2 separate regions of the Mus musculus genome follow, and region 1 is linked to region 2. Evidence: chromatin contacts called from public Hi-C data. All regions are on one chromosome and are shown on one strand. Each heading gives the region's core, a stretch centred on a gene start, on an enhancer-like site or on the middle of the called end of the contact. The rest is flanking DNA. Distances are from core to core; before and after follow the strand shown. Region 1 has its middle 60 kb from the start of Atl2. Region 2 overlaps Gm33055 (a long non-coding RNA gene).

Region 1 (6,255 bases), core at 1,505-4,004, 90 kb before region 2:
GAAGAGGCAACTGGGGATTAAAATTCTGAACCATGACAGGCGATTCTGGGTTCTGTGACAGCACTGGCAGCAGTGATAGTTCACGAGCCTGTCACCTCAGGCTGGAGAGGCTGAGGCAGAAGGATTGCTTGAGCCTAGGAGTTCAGGCCATCCTAGACAACTTAAGGGACAGAGGGTTGAAGAGAGGGTGGAACACTGATAGCCAGGATGGATAGGGAAAGAGGAGACGTCAGAAAGGCTTTCCCCGTGTCTCAAACAGGCTTCTCCGTTGGGATTTGCAGGAACAAAGATCCAAACAAGATAAGGTAAAACAGGGTCCTCAGTGAATGGCCCTGTCCCAGCACATGACACAGAGAGCTTAGGAAGTCAAGGTGAGGGCGGTTGTCGCTGTCATACCCCATCATTTATTGGCTTCCTTCTCAGCCAGCATCCCTTGAATTGGGTCTCTCCATTCTGTTGCCAAACACAAGCGAAGGTCATGCTGTGTGGACCAGAGGATAGAGAGTCACACACAACTCTTAGACTCCATTCATGCCATTTCCCATCACTAGGAAAATGAAGTCCTCCTAAGACTCAGCTGCCACCTCTTTTGTTCTTGCATTATTTTCCTTGACTTGGTAGTTCATCTGGGTCACTTTCTGTTATAAAAGCAGTATGATAGACTTGTGGAAAATTCCACTTCAGCCCAACACCATGGGCATGACCCACGGCAGCTAATGCTGAGGGGCACTGTAGGTAGCACCCAACTCTAAAACTTGTGGGTCATGATCCCTTTGAGGGGTTGAGCAACCCTTTCACAAGGGTAGCCTGAGACCACTGGACATACCAGCTATTAACATTATAATTCAGAACAGTAGCAAAATTACAGTTATGGAGTAGCAACAAAAATAATTTTATGGTTGGGGTCACCACAACACAAGGAGCTGTATGAAAGGGTGGCAGCATTAGGAAGGTTGAGACCCACTGTTCTAGAAGAAGCCACCTGCTTACCCACCTGTGGCTCCTGCAGAGGCCTGGGGCCCACTCTTTAAAGGAGTTAGAAATTGAATTGGAAAAATTCATCACAAAATCAGCATATGACATCATTAAAAACAGGCTGGAAGAGACAAAGGGGGATTTGGTTTTAAAGCAAGCTGTTAACTTTTGAGTTACCCGCACTCTAAAAGTAAACTGTCCCAGGCACCTCTTCCAGAAAACCTCACAGCCCTAGTCTGACAGATTCAGACCAAAGGACAGAGGAACCTCCTACCAAACACTGGACCAGGGCCCTTTAAAGCCATGAAGACTGTGGCAAATGAGGAATGTTAGAATGTGTCCCAGACTGGCTGAGATTAAGAAGTTGAGACTTGAAGAGTATGAGGTTCTGGGGCATCAATGGGAAACCCAAGGTATCTCAACAGCATCCATGCAAACCTCTACTTGTCCATTCTGACAAAGGTAGTGACAGCTGTGACCAGCAGTAGACGGCAGGCACACAGAAACTCTCTGCACTGTATCAGCAGCCTTCCTGCAAATCTCAAATTATTCCGAAAGAAAAAAATCTCATCAAGGACAAAAAGTCCCTTCTGTGCCCAAGATAACCTTTGGCTGTTATGCTTTCAAAAGCAAGATAGGTTCCCAGCATCAAAACAAATGGTGTCCTTCCTGCTGGGGCCTTGGAAGCATCAATCAGACAGCGATGATCGTTAGGGTCATTTCCTTTGGAGCAGATGGTGTCAAAGACTCCTAAAGTGGGACCATAAGCACGTGGCTCTTCTTGCAACTGTCCGGTTCAAACTGTTGTCTTCTCTCCTGTCAATGAGGAGTGTGTGGTGCCCTCTTTCCACTCGGACTGCACCACAGCGACTGGGAAGGATTCAGAATTCAGAGGCAGAGGGTTGGGGAGATGGTTCAGTTGGTAACGTATTTGCCTTACAAGTTGAAGACTTGAATTTGGATCTCCAGAATCCAAAGTTTTTATTATTTTTATTTTTTAAAACATGTATGGAGCACACCTGTGATCCAAATACTGTGATATAGGAAGCAGAGACAGGGGGAATCTCCAGGATTAAGAGCCAACTAGCCTGGCCCATGTCGAGTTCCAGGCCACTGAGAGACAAAAGGTGGAGGGCACCTGAGGACTGGCACCATAGGTTGTCACACCATGAACAAATACATTCCACATATGGATACTCCTCACCCCTCCTGCATACACACACACACACACACACACACACACACACACACACACACACAAACACACCACACACATACACACACATACACACACATACACACACAGACACACACAGACACACACATACACACACACACATACACACACACACATACACATACACACACACACATACACACACATACACACACATACACACACACATACACACACACACACATCACTTGACCTAGACACAGTCTGAAGGCTGACATTTTGCTTAAAGTTATTTGGATTGACCTGCTAAGCTGTGGCTTTGGGTTTGTGTGATGAGATTCAAAAGTCCTTGCCCCCCCCCCCCCCAAACATTCTCAGTGTCAAGAAAATTGATGTCCCCTCCAACTCCACAGGAATGATATCACTCTGAAGAATTCCCAGGCAATTATCCCTCCTTGCAAGGAAACAGCCTCTCCTTTCAGGGCCCAATCAAACAACCACAAATCAAAGATTGTTGGATATGTTCCACTAATAGCACAGAAAGCCATTAGCTGGAGTCATCTGAAAAGGGAAATGGCTTAGATATTTGTGGTCTCACAGGAAAAGCTTCTGTAATGTCAGATGGCTGTTACCAAGTGGCTCAGTGGAGTCGAGCATCACATCTCTCAGAGAGAGACGTTATTTATTTATTACCCACACAACGAACAGACTTTCCCTTGCTCACTTGCTTAAGGCTCAGAGTCCTCTCACGTTGAATTAAACCTAAAAGGAGAAGCAACACACACAAATGCCTGGCTTTCAGTTCTCGTTGTGTGGGAGGAAAGGAAGAAGTCATCTTCTGAGGTTCTCTGTGGACTCTGCAAGATTCTCCCTTCTTCAGTCTTCATTAATGAACTTGGATTCACTGGAAACATTCCACTGGGTTGAGGCCTGGCTTCCAAGACAGCCTCTACTTAAATGAGATCCTGCACCAATAACTGCCATTAATCTAACAGAAGCACCTATTTGGCTGGCGCAGGGGCACTTGTTCCTAGTCTCCTTCTTTGTGATTATTAAGGGTTGCAAACTCCATGACTCCATGGCCTTGGCCAGAGGTGGGCATAGTACCCCACTCCTCTGGTTGCAGTGGTTGGTTTAAGGACAGGACATGTGACAAAATCCTGTCCTGTTAGATGCCTTTCCTCAGTTGGTTTTATGAAGAGCTGGTGATGAAGGCATCTTATGCGGGGGAGTGGAGAGGATGGGGGTCAAGGGCTGCTAGAGGCTGCTGTCAGTCACAGGAAGAAAACCTGTTTGAAGAGAATGTCAAAGGAGTCAGAGAAAGAAGTGTCCTTGTGGCATGGAGACCTAGGTTTAGGTACTGAGTGTGTGTATGTATATATGCATGTGAATGTGTGTGACTGTGTGTATCTGAGTATATGTGTGTGTGTGTGTGTGTGAGTGTATGTGTATGGGTGTGTGAGTGAGTGTGAGTATGTTGGTGTGTGTGAGTGTGTATGTGAGTGTGTGATTGTGATTGAGTGTATGAGTGTGTGTGACTGCGTGAGAATGTATATGAGTGTGTGTGAATGTGTATGTGTGTATGTGAGTGTGTGTGAGTGTCTAAATGTGTGTGTATGAGAGACTGTGTGAGTATGTGAGTGAATATGTGTGTGATTATGTTGGTGTGTGCAAATGTGTGTGAGTGTGTATGTATGTTGGTGTAACTGTATGTATATTTTTTGTGTGTGCAACTGTGTGAGTGTGTATATGTGTGTGAGTGTGTATGATTGTGTGACTAAGTGTGTGTGTGGTTTAAGTTGATGTGTGTGAGTTTGTATGTGTGTGTTTAAATGTGTGTGTTCCAGCATCCTTCTATTAAAGTTCCATTATGACTAAGCTTTGTGTGCTGTGCTTCTGCTAGAAGCAAGGAAGAGCACTCTGACACTGATCTATGCAGTTTTCTCTCCTCTCTAGCATGCATCAATCACACTGGAGACGTTTCTTATGACATTTTAGTCTTTATAATATGTTTTGTTTTGTTTTTTTGGTTTTTCAAGACAGGGTATCTCTGTATAGCCCTGGCTGTCCTGAAACTCACTCTGTAGACCCGACTAGCCTCGAACTCAGAAATCCACCTGCCTCTGCCTCCCGAGTGCTGGGATTAAAGGCGTGTGCCACCACGCCCGGCTTAATATGTTTTATTATTTCATAATATCATCCACACATACAACATGTTTTGGTTAAATCTGCATCCTGTTCCTTCCCTTGCAGTGCCCCCTTTTCTTTAATTTTCTCCCCAGCCACGTTTATTTTTGCATATTTACATATTGAAAGAATAAATATTGTTTTTAATAATTACACACCTAAAACAATCAACAGATTCAATGAAACCATCAAAACACTGTTGGACAAATTTTGTTTACAAGCACAAAAGTCTCTGAACCACTAAAGTAATTCCAAAGAAAAAGCATAAAGTTGGAGATAACATAAGACTGATTTCAGTCACATCACAGAGCTAAATTCTCCTGAAACTTCCATAGTGGTTTCATGGGACAAAGGTTTAGGGCCCACTTTCTTCTAGATCCCACCCCCTACTCTTCTTGTTCCAACTTTAAAAAATCTTTTTATTCCTTGTATACTTCATATTATGCACCCCAATCCCATTCATCCCCCATCCCTCCATATCCATCCCCTGCCCTTGCAACTGCCCACCCCCCAAAAGAAAACAAATAAGCAAAAAAAAAAAAATTCATCATGGAAGCTGCAGTGTATCAGTATACCATTTTGTCCACACATCTTTACTTACAAATGTTCATCACAATGAGTCTTTGATCTGGTTTGAGGCTCTTAACCACTTGTAACTCCAGTTCCAAGGAATCTAATGACTTCTCTGGGTACCAGCCACATATGTGTTACACAGACATATACACAGGCAAACACTTATACGCATAAAAAATAAACCTTATAAAAAGGGCAGAGTTACTTCACATCTGTTCTCTATCAAAGACTACAAGTCTGTGTTCCCACCTTTCTGAGGAAAGGGAGAATTTTTTTTCTTTTATGCTTTTGTGATTTTTCAGAAAAGACATTTAAGTTTTTTTGGCACACTATAATCTCAGTTAAACTAGGTTATCAGAGTCACCAGTTACCACACAGTTAAGTCCTTGTGAGTACTTGAGATTGCTTGCTAGATCCTCACGTGTGCCTTCTTGGCACTCTCGAATGCTCCGCGACCACCCATGTCTGCCACTGAGACAGGAAGGTGGAACAAGCAGCCCATGCCCCACCCTCGGGATGCCAGCAAGGCGCTGAGATTTGTGCCACCCGCAGCATCTCTCTTGGTTAGGGTTTCTATGGCTTCGAGAAAACATCGTGACCAAAAAAGCAAGTTGGGGAGCAAAAGGTTTATTTGGCTTACACTTCCAGATCAAGTCCACCACGAGTGGAAGTTGGGATAGGAACTCTAGTAGGGCAGGGAGATCTGAATACTGAGGCCATGGAGAGGTGCTGCTTACTGGCTTGCTTTCCATGGCTTACTCAGTCTGCTGTCCTATAGAACCCAGGACCACCAGCCCAGGCACCACCCACAGTGAGCTGGTCCTTCTCTGATCACTAATCGAGAAAGTGTCTTACAGTTGGAGCTCATGGAGGCCTTTCCTCATCTGAAGCTCCTTCTGTTATGACACTAGTGTCAAGTTGACACATAAACCCAGCCAGGACAGCATCCTTCTGCCTCCCAACCTCTCCTTTCTTGTCAGGATTCAAGAGTCTGTTGTCTCAGCCCCATTGGCCTGGGTTTGAGGCAGTTCTCCAGGATACTTAGTTTTCCTTAGACAATGAAAAAGAATCTCCCCGTCGGAGGAGCGCTAAAGCACAGAGGGATCCTCCTTCAGAAGTGAATTAAGCCCTTTGGTGAGATTCTCTCATGATGGCTTTCTGTGGGAGCTTTAATGACTCCAAAAGAAAGTGTTGTGAGAATTGAGGTTGTTTTCACTTTCACAGTGATTGGCTGACATGCTGGGGGTGTCATGGGTTTCCTGGGGTGTGGAGAGATGCTGGCTAATTTTCCCCGTGCAGTGCCTACTCTCTATACATCCAACACTATTGTATGACCTTTGCTC
Region 2 (6,164 bases), core at 1,624-4,123:
GAATTCCCAGGATAAACACCTATAAGATAGAGCCTTCAAGGGTATACTACTAAGGATCTATCAATTAGCCCTACATGCCAAGTTTCTGTCACCTTTCAGTAGTCAATTAAACAATAAATCCACTAATAGAATAATCAGTTAGTGAGGTTGGGACCCTTTAATCCAATCAGCTGGGCACAGCTCTGTTGAGGACCATACCGTAAGCATTTGGGGAACATTATAAATTGAAACCATAACAATAAATATTAGATCTATTCTCAGTATATCTCTGGTCTCTTTTTCTTCTAGCCAAGCCAGGGCTGCTGGGTCCTTGAGATTAGCCAACCTGGATCATAGACAGCCTGGCACACTGCTGAGAACACAAGATATGGAGCCATTCTATCTGCACGTGAGTGCCAGTTCCATTCTGTGATTTTTCACTGTCACCTCATCTGTAAAATGGGCATGATGTAAACCTATCTATAGAGAAGGCTTTCCTGATAATTAAATGAGGCAATTAACCTCCTGACTCCCACCATAAAGGATGACTGTTTTTAAAACTTGTGAAAAACATGGTGCTGCTGCTGCTGCTGCTGCTGGTGGTGCTGGTGTACGAAGTGGTTTTTCCAAAGGCAGAGTCCAGCAGTTTCCTTTGCTTTGTTTATTTTTCTTGCATAAAAGTTCTCTTTTTAAATTGTAATAAAATAAAATTATTAGAGTTTTACAATTCATATGGCTGAATTAATAGTGCTTTGGTAGTTTTACTCTGTCCTTGATTTTTGCATAAATCTCTTATTTTTTCCTCTTCTGTGATTTTAGGGCATTCCCACGGAGACCTTTTAATCCAGCAACGTGACTGGATTAAATGCTTTAGCAAGGGATCACATCCAAAGACTTTCTAGGTCTGTGCGGTCCAGCTGCAATGGCACACCTTTAACCTCTTAGTATGCACCATTAGTTCACATCCCTAGTACACACCTTTAAACCCAAGCAATAAAGGTAAAGTTGGTCTGTAGAAGAAAGAAGCCATGTTTGAAAGCGATGCCTAACTGAGGAGCATACAAAGTGCAAATCAGAGGAAGATCTGACTCTCATGAAATACAGGCAGGAAAGAGAGGTGATGTAAACACTGCACAGATTAAGTCAGGAGGGAAGACAGGTCCAATGAAAGCAGGTCGGTTGAGTCCAGCTCATAGGAGTTTGGTGCAGTTCAGTTGAATGCAGTTGAATTCAGCGGAGTGTGTGCAATCCCATCCCAGTCTGTTCAGTTTGTGCAGCGAGTACAGTTTAGTTCATGGAATTCAGAACAATTTCACCAGAAGCCAAGAGAAGCCAGTTTGAATCAGCCAGCTTGGAGGGGAGTTTTGAGGCAGAACAGCTGAGCTGAACCAGCCAGAGTTCAGAAAGACTAGAAATGGTGAGCTTATTTAGCAGTAAGCCTCTGAGACAATCATATCTGGTGAAAAAAATGCTACATTTATACACTGCACTGGAAAATAGGCATTGCTTTGGTATGAGACTATACTTTGATATGGGACATGCATTAAAATGGGACTAAGGTTATGGCATTTCCTTCCTGTAAAATCCAACTCCATGATTTTACTTTATAGTTAAATGGGCTCCTGTCTCTGAATTTAAGGCCAACCGTAAGCACCTAACCTTAGAGTTTGCAGGAAAAGAACATAGCCATTTCATGGGTACTGAACACACTATGGGGATATATTAGGTTTTATGCACTGACTCCTGGCCCTCCACATGAAGTGAGTTCTGCCACCAGCTCCATTTGTGCAGATGTGGAAGTGGGGCTTTAAAGTGACTGCCCTAGGTCACACATCCAGGAAGCAATGGAACCAAAACCCTTCCCACAGGCATCTGGACTGACAGCCCAAGCTTTAGCAACTTGTTATACTTCTGTGCATCAGAATGAGGCAGCTGCAGACTTGCACGAACTAGTCGTGGACTCTACCATCCCGTGGCAGCTGGCAGGTTCACGTGAGGCCACTAGTGACTAGTGCCAAATCACCGGGTGTGCTATCCTCGCTGAGAGAGAAGCTGGGAACACAGGGAGTGATACACGGACGCTGTGAAGAACTCTATCGGCTGCGATGGGCACGTTCAGAATACACATAGATGTTTCAAAGTGCACAATGCCTAAGTTTTCAGTGAGTTCCACATGCTCATAGAAATGCCCATGCATTTGTTTAAATGGGAACACAAGGCAGCTACTTCACTCCTTCTTCTTGATAAAAATGGTTAGAATTTGCTTAGAAATGCCTTCTATTGACAATAGAAATAATCAACTTTATCCTCATTAACTGTCTTCGTTTCTTTTTTACTGATCCTTCTGTCTTTCCGCCACGTCTCACTGTAATCCTTCATTAGGGTGCAACCAACTGATTCAAACACCCAGTCACACATTCTCCCTTTAAGCCGAGGTTGTTTCACTCCGCCCTGATTGTCTGACCCTCTTACCTTTGGCAAATAACTTTGCCAGGAATGTTAAGAGAACGAATAGTGTTTCCTTTAAAAACCTAGCCTATATAATGTGTGTGGCATCTCATACTGTTTTTCCTTTTATAAGCATTCAATGCTCCCTGTGGGATGCACAGTCTCACAGCTAGCCCTCCCTACTTGAATGGCCACTTGGTCCTCAGAACTCTCCTGACCAAGGTCATTAGACTACGGCCCATTTACTCACGTCTGCCTGACACCAGAGCCTAATCTCTTAACCACTAAACTAAACTGGCCTTCCAGTAGGTCAGGCCTTGTGTGCCCCTCCAACATAATTTTCCCTTGGAAGTGTAAATAGTCTTTGCTTACTCTAGGAGTGTGTCACTGGCTGTAGCTCTTGAAAGCAGTGCCAGACTGTGGTTGGGGCTTTCTGTTCTTTGGACAAAGAATGAAGGTGACTCAGCAGATTGCTTTTGTACAGCGTGGAGGACTGGGAGCACTCCCCCACTCCAACATCTAAGGAAAAGAATGCAGTCAAGTTTGCTCCTTGTGTCTTAGGCTGAGCTGGACAATAAAGATGACCTCCTCTAACCCCACTATTTGCTGCAGGGGAAGTCAAGAAACTAAGACACTCGGTCATTTGTCCAAGGATGCAGCCCTTCTTGAGGCAGGCCAAGACTGATTTTTTTTTTAATTAAAAATAAATTGCTATTCTCAATCCACCTTCATTCTCCTTGGGTTTGCTTGTTTTTAAGGAAGGCTTAAAGACAGAAGATTAAATGCCTTGTAATAGTACATTTCCATATTACATAGTTTTATGGAAAAAATAAATGTAACAATAATGTCAGCAGTTCTAAACCTGTAGGTTATAAAAGATTTCTGTCTTTAATCGAGCTAGTCTATAGAATCCCAGAGTCACATTTATGTCACATAAGATTTCCAGAGTGATGGACAATTTCCTGTAAAAAGTCAGTTGGATAACTGACCGCCGGGGTTGAGAAATTCAGGATTTCCCGGCAAAGTCCTACTTTGTCTCGTCTCTAGGAAATGCAAACTCGTCAGCATGCAAGCTTTTTGGCACTGCAACACAACCCCACCAATCTTTGTTGTCCTTGCAGATCTTGTTCATTTCTATTAAGATTCTACTCTCTTCCCTCGAAACCTCCCCGAGTGAGTAACCTCGAGGTGGTGCATTCCAGAATGAAGGGTCCTCACTCTTCCCACATTCCAGGACTTCTGGACTGGAAAATGCAGACAAATTCAGTCTTGTCCCTGCTGTAAATCTGAATCAATTACTTGAATTCTTTGGTTCCTAATTTCCCGTGAATAATTCCTGCCTGCTTGCCATCCAGGGCTCTTCTGAACATTTAAAAAGTTAGAAATCTTGTAGTCAGATGCGCTGGCCTCCGTTTCTGGTGTTAGAGCTGAGAGAACAAGGACCTTGCAGCTCTCTGGCCCCTGCATGGAGTTTTTGAGGTCATCAAGGTCCTGACCATTGACAGAATCAAGGCAAAGCTTCCCGTTCTTCCTGGAGGTTCTTTCACTGCTTAGCTCTAATAAATACCACAGAGACAGCATGTAATTATTTTTTATTAATTAATAGCCTCTGTATTGAGTCAACGCTAGTGACATATTTTTCATGCCTTAACAGGGCTGTAGATTGTCAGGAATTTCTGAAGATAGAAATGTGTGTCAGAAGACAAATTCTCCCTCTTCCAGAGCCTGGGCACATTTGCCTTGTTTTTCCAAAGCAGGTCTCAGTCATCAAGCAAGGTTAATCTGCAAAGGAGAAATGGGGAGAACAATTTCAGGCCAAGGATAAGTAGAGGTAGAACTTAAAGGTGTGGCCTGTTTCAAGACAGTGGAGGGTTCTCCAAGTGTTATTCTTTGAGGGCCACTGTTGCCTCCATTGTAGATTTTATGTATGCTGAAATTATTCCCCTGCCTCATCTCACCTCCTGTTCACTTGACCTAAGTCTTTTGGAATCCCTGAGCATCCATTATGAGAATGAGATGTCCTACTTCCCCTCTCCTGGTCCATCTTACCTTGCACCTACGTGACTATCACGTGATTGTTTGCATTCCTTGACATACTGCAAATTTCAAAGAGAAAGAATCAGCCTTGCTTATTCTCCCACTTTGGTGCTATCCTGGGTAGTATTTTTTTTTTTGTCACCTTGATATAAGCCAGAGTCATCTTGGAAGGGGGAACTTTAATTGAGAAAATTTCCTCATGGGATTTACTCTGTAGGGTTTTCTATTGATTAAAGATTGAAGAGAGAGGGCCCAATCCACTATAGACCACACCATCCCTGGGTGGTTGGTTCGGGATTGTATAATAGAGCAGGATGAGCAAGCCATGAAAGCAAAGTCAGTAAGCAGGACTCCTCTGTGGCACCTGCTTCAGTTCCTGCCTCCAGGTTCCTCCCTGGGCTTCCCTCAGTGGTGGACTGTGGTCAGACACACAAGCCAAACACACCCTTCCCTTCCCAAGTTGTTGTTGTTGTTGTGTTGTCATTATCACAGCATCACAAAGCAAACTAAGATACTTGCCTATCCACCCTCCTCTCAGCATCTTCTGGCATCAGATCGAATGAGTATTTCTTAGACAGGTAACTAACTTAACCACATGCCCACATGTCTTCATTTGTTCCTCAAATATTCAAGATTGGGTACGGAGAATGGGTCCAGCATCCACACAGTCTTTTTCCAAGAGCGGGAGCTATGCTCCTGTGCCTTTCCCTAGACAGCTCTATTTTGTTCTAGACACCAACAGATAATAGGTCTCTGTCCCTAATCTGTGATAATTCTCAAGTGTTTAAAATGAGCTGTCACACCCTCTACCTTGTATGCCTTTGTTAACCTATCTGTCCTGCCCTCAACAATTGTACATAAGCCATAGATCATACACACATCCTTTTAATATAAAGGAGTTTGCAGACTAGAGACAAGAGAGGACAGGACACAGACCTGGTCCTGAAATATCTTTGGTTCATCACAGCTGTGCTGTCCAATGCTCTGGACTTTCTCTATCTGATTAATGTCCCTTCCCAATGGTTTCCAGAATTTAACATATTCATGTATATTATATTACTCATGCCACAGACCTCCTGCTTCCAAGAACTTCCAGTCATTCTCCATAGGGAGTGATAGCGCTCTCTCTCTCTCTCTCTCTCTCTCTCTCTCTCTCTCTCTCTCTCTCTCTCTCTCTGTGTGTGTGTGTGTGTGTGTGTGTGTGTGTGTGTGTGTGCAAGAGAGAGAAGAGTTATTAAAAGACATTTTGTGAAACTTTTGTAAGCTCTTTGTGTATGGTAGGATTTCTGGTGACCAAAGTTCAATGTATATCCATACCTTACCATGCACCGCTTCTCCTCAGTACATAAAACCTTGGAGAGGAATCCAATTGCCAGGGTTTCCATCAGACTGAGAAAATATAAGGATGGACAGATTAAAATAAAATAGAGACAAGCCAGGACATTTCACACTGCCACTAATAATTTTATGATGGTTTTTGAAAATAATCAAGAGGGAGGCATGGACATCTGGCTCATGAATAAAGCTGTTTCTAATTATGGAGGGATGTTTGTTTTCAGAGCAGAGGAGACTCTTGGGTGTCCCTGTATGTGCTTTCTTTAACAGTACTTGCTTGGGAACTGGCCACCTCCAACCGCCTACTCAAAGCACATCAGTGAACCACTGCCATTTTCACCTCTGACCTGAACAGTTTGAGTCTT

What was found. Hi-C and Micro-C count contacts between places; a contact is called where the count stands out from the background.
Region 1: a Hi-C map of embryonic fibroblasts shows a contact between it and region 2, with 2.1 times the contacts expected there. The contact joins two enhancer-like sites. A contact is called at or near these places in 1 of 15 datasets of contacts at CTCF or cohesin (the G1E-ER4 cell line), 36 of 484 Hi-C or Micro-C datasets (CD4 T cells, CD8 T cells, the G1E-ER4 cell line and 13 more) and 9 of 115 datasets of contacts at active chromatin or transcription factors (the NIH/3T3 cell line, astrocytes, embryonic fibroblasts and 4 more).

The regions. Positions count from the first base shown.
Region 1 is chr17:79,832,595-79,838,849 of GRCm38.p6, reverse strand. No RefSeq gene overlaps it. Among named protein-coding and RNA genes, the nearest start is that of Atl2, 60 kb to the left of the region's middle. Within about 2 kb of position 2,754, at least 63 of the 459 cell types and tissues checked have an H3K27ac peak or open chromatin away from gene starts, as enhancers often do. A contact at or near this core is called in the NIH/3T3 cell line, astrocytes, embryonic fibroblasts and 1 more, where this site is marked.
Region 2 is chr17:79,742,945-79,749,108 of GRCm38.p6, reverse strand. It overlaps Gm33055 (a long non-coding RNA gene), which reads right to left. Exons shown (of 3, transcript XR_385784.3): 2 at 5,782-5,853; 3 at 4,036-4,209. Among named protein-coding and RNA genes, the nearest start is that of Gm33055, 8.6 kb to the right of the region's middle. Within about 2 kb of position 2,873, at least 117 of the 459 cell types and tissues checked have an H3K27ac peak or open chromatin away from gene starts, as enhancers often do. A contact at or near this core is called in the NIH/3T3 cell line, astrocytes, embryonic fibroblasts and 1 more, where this site is marked.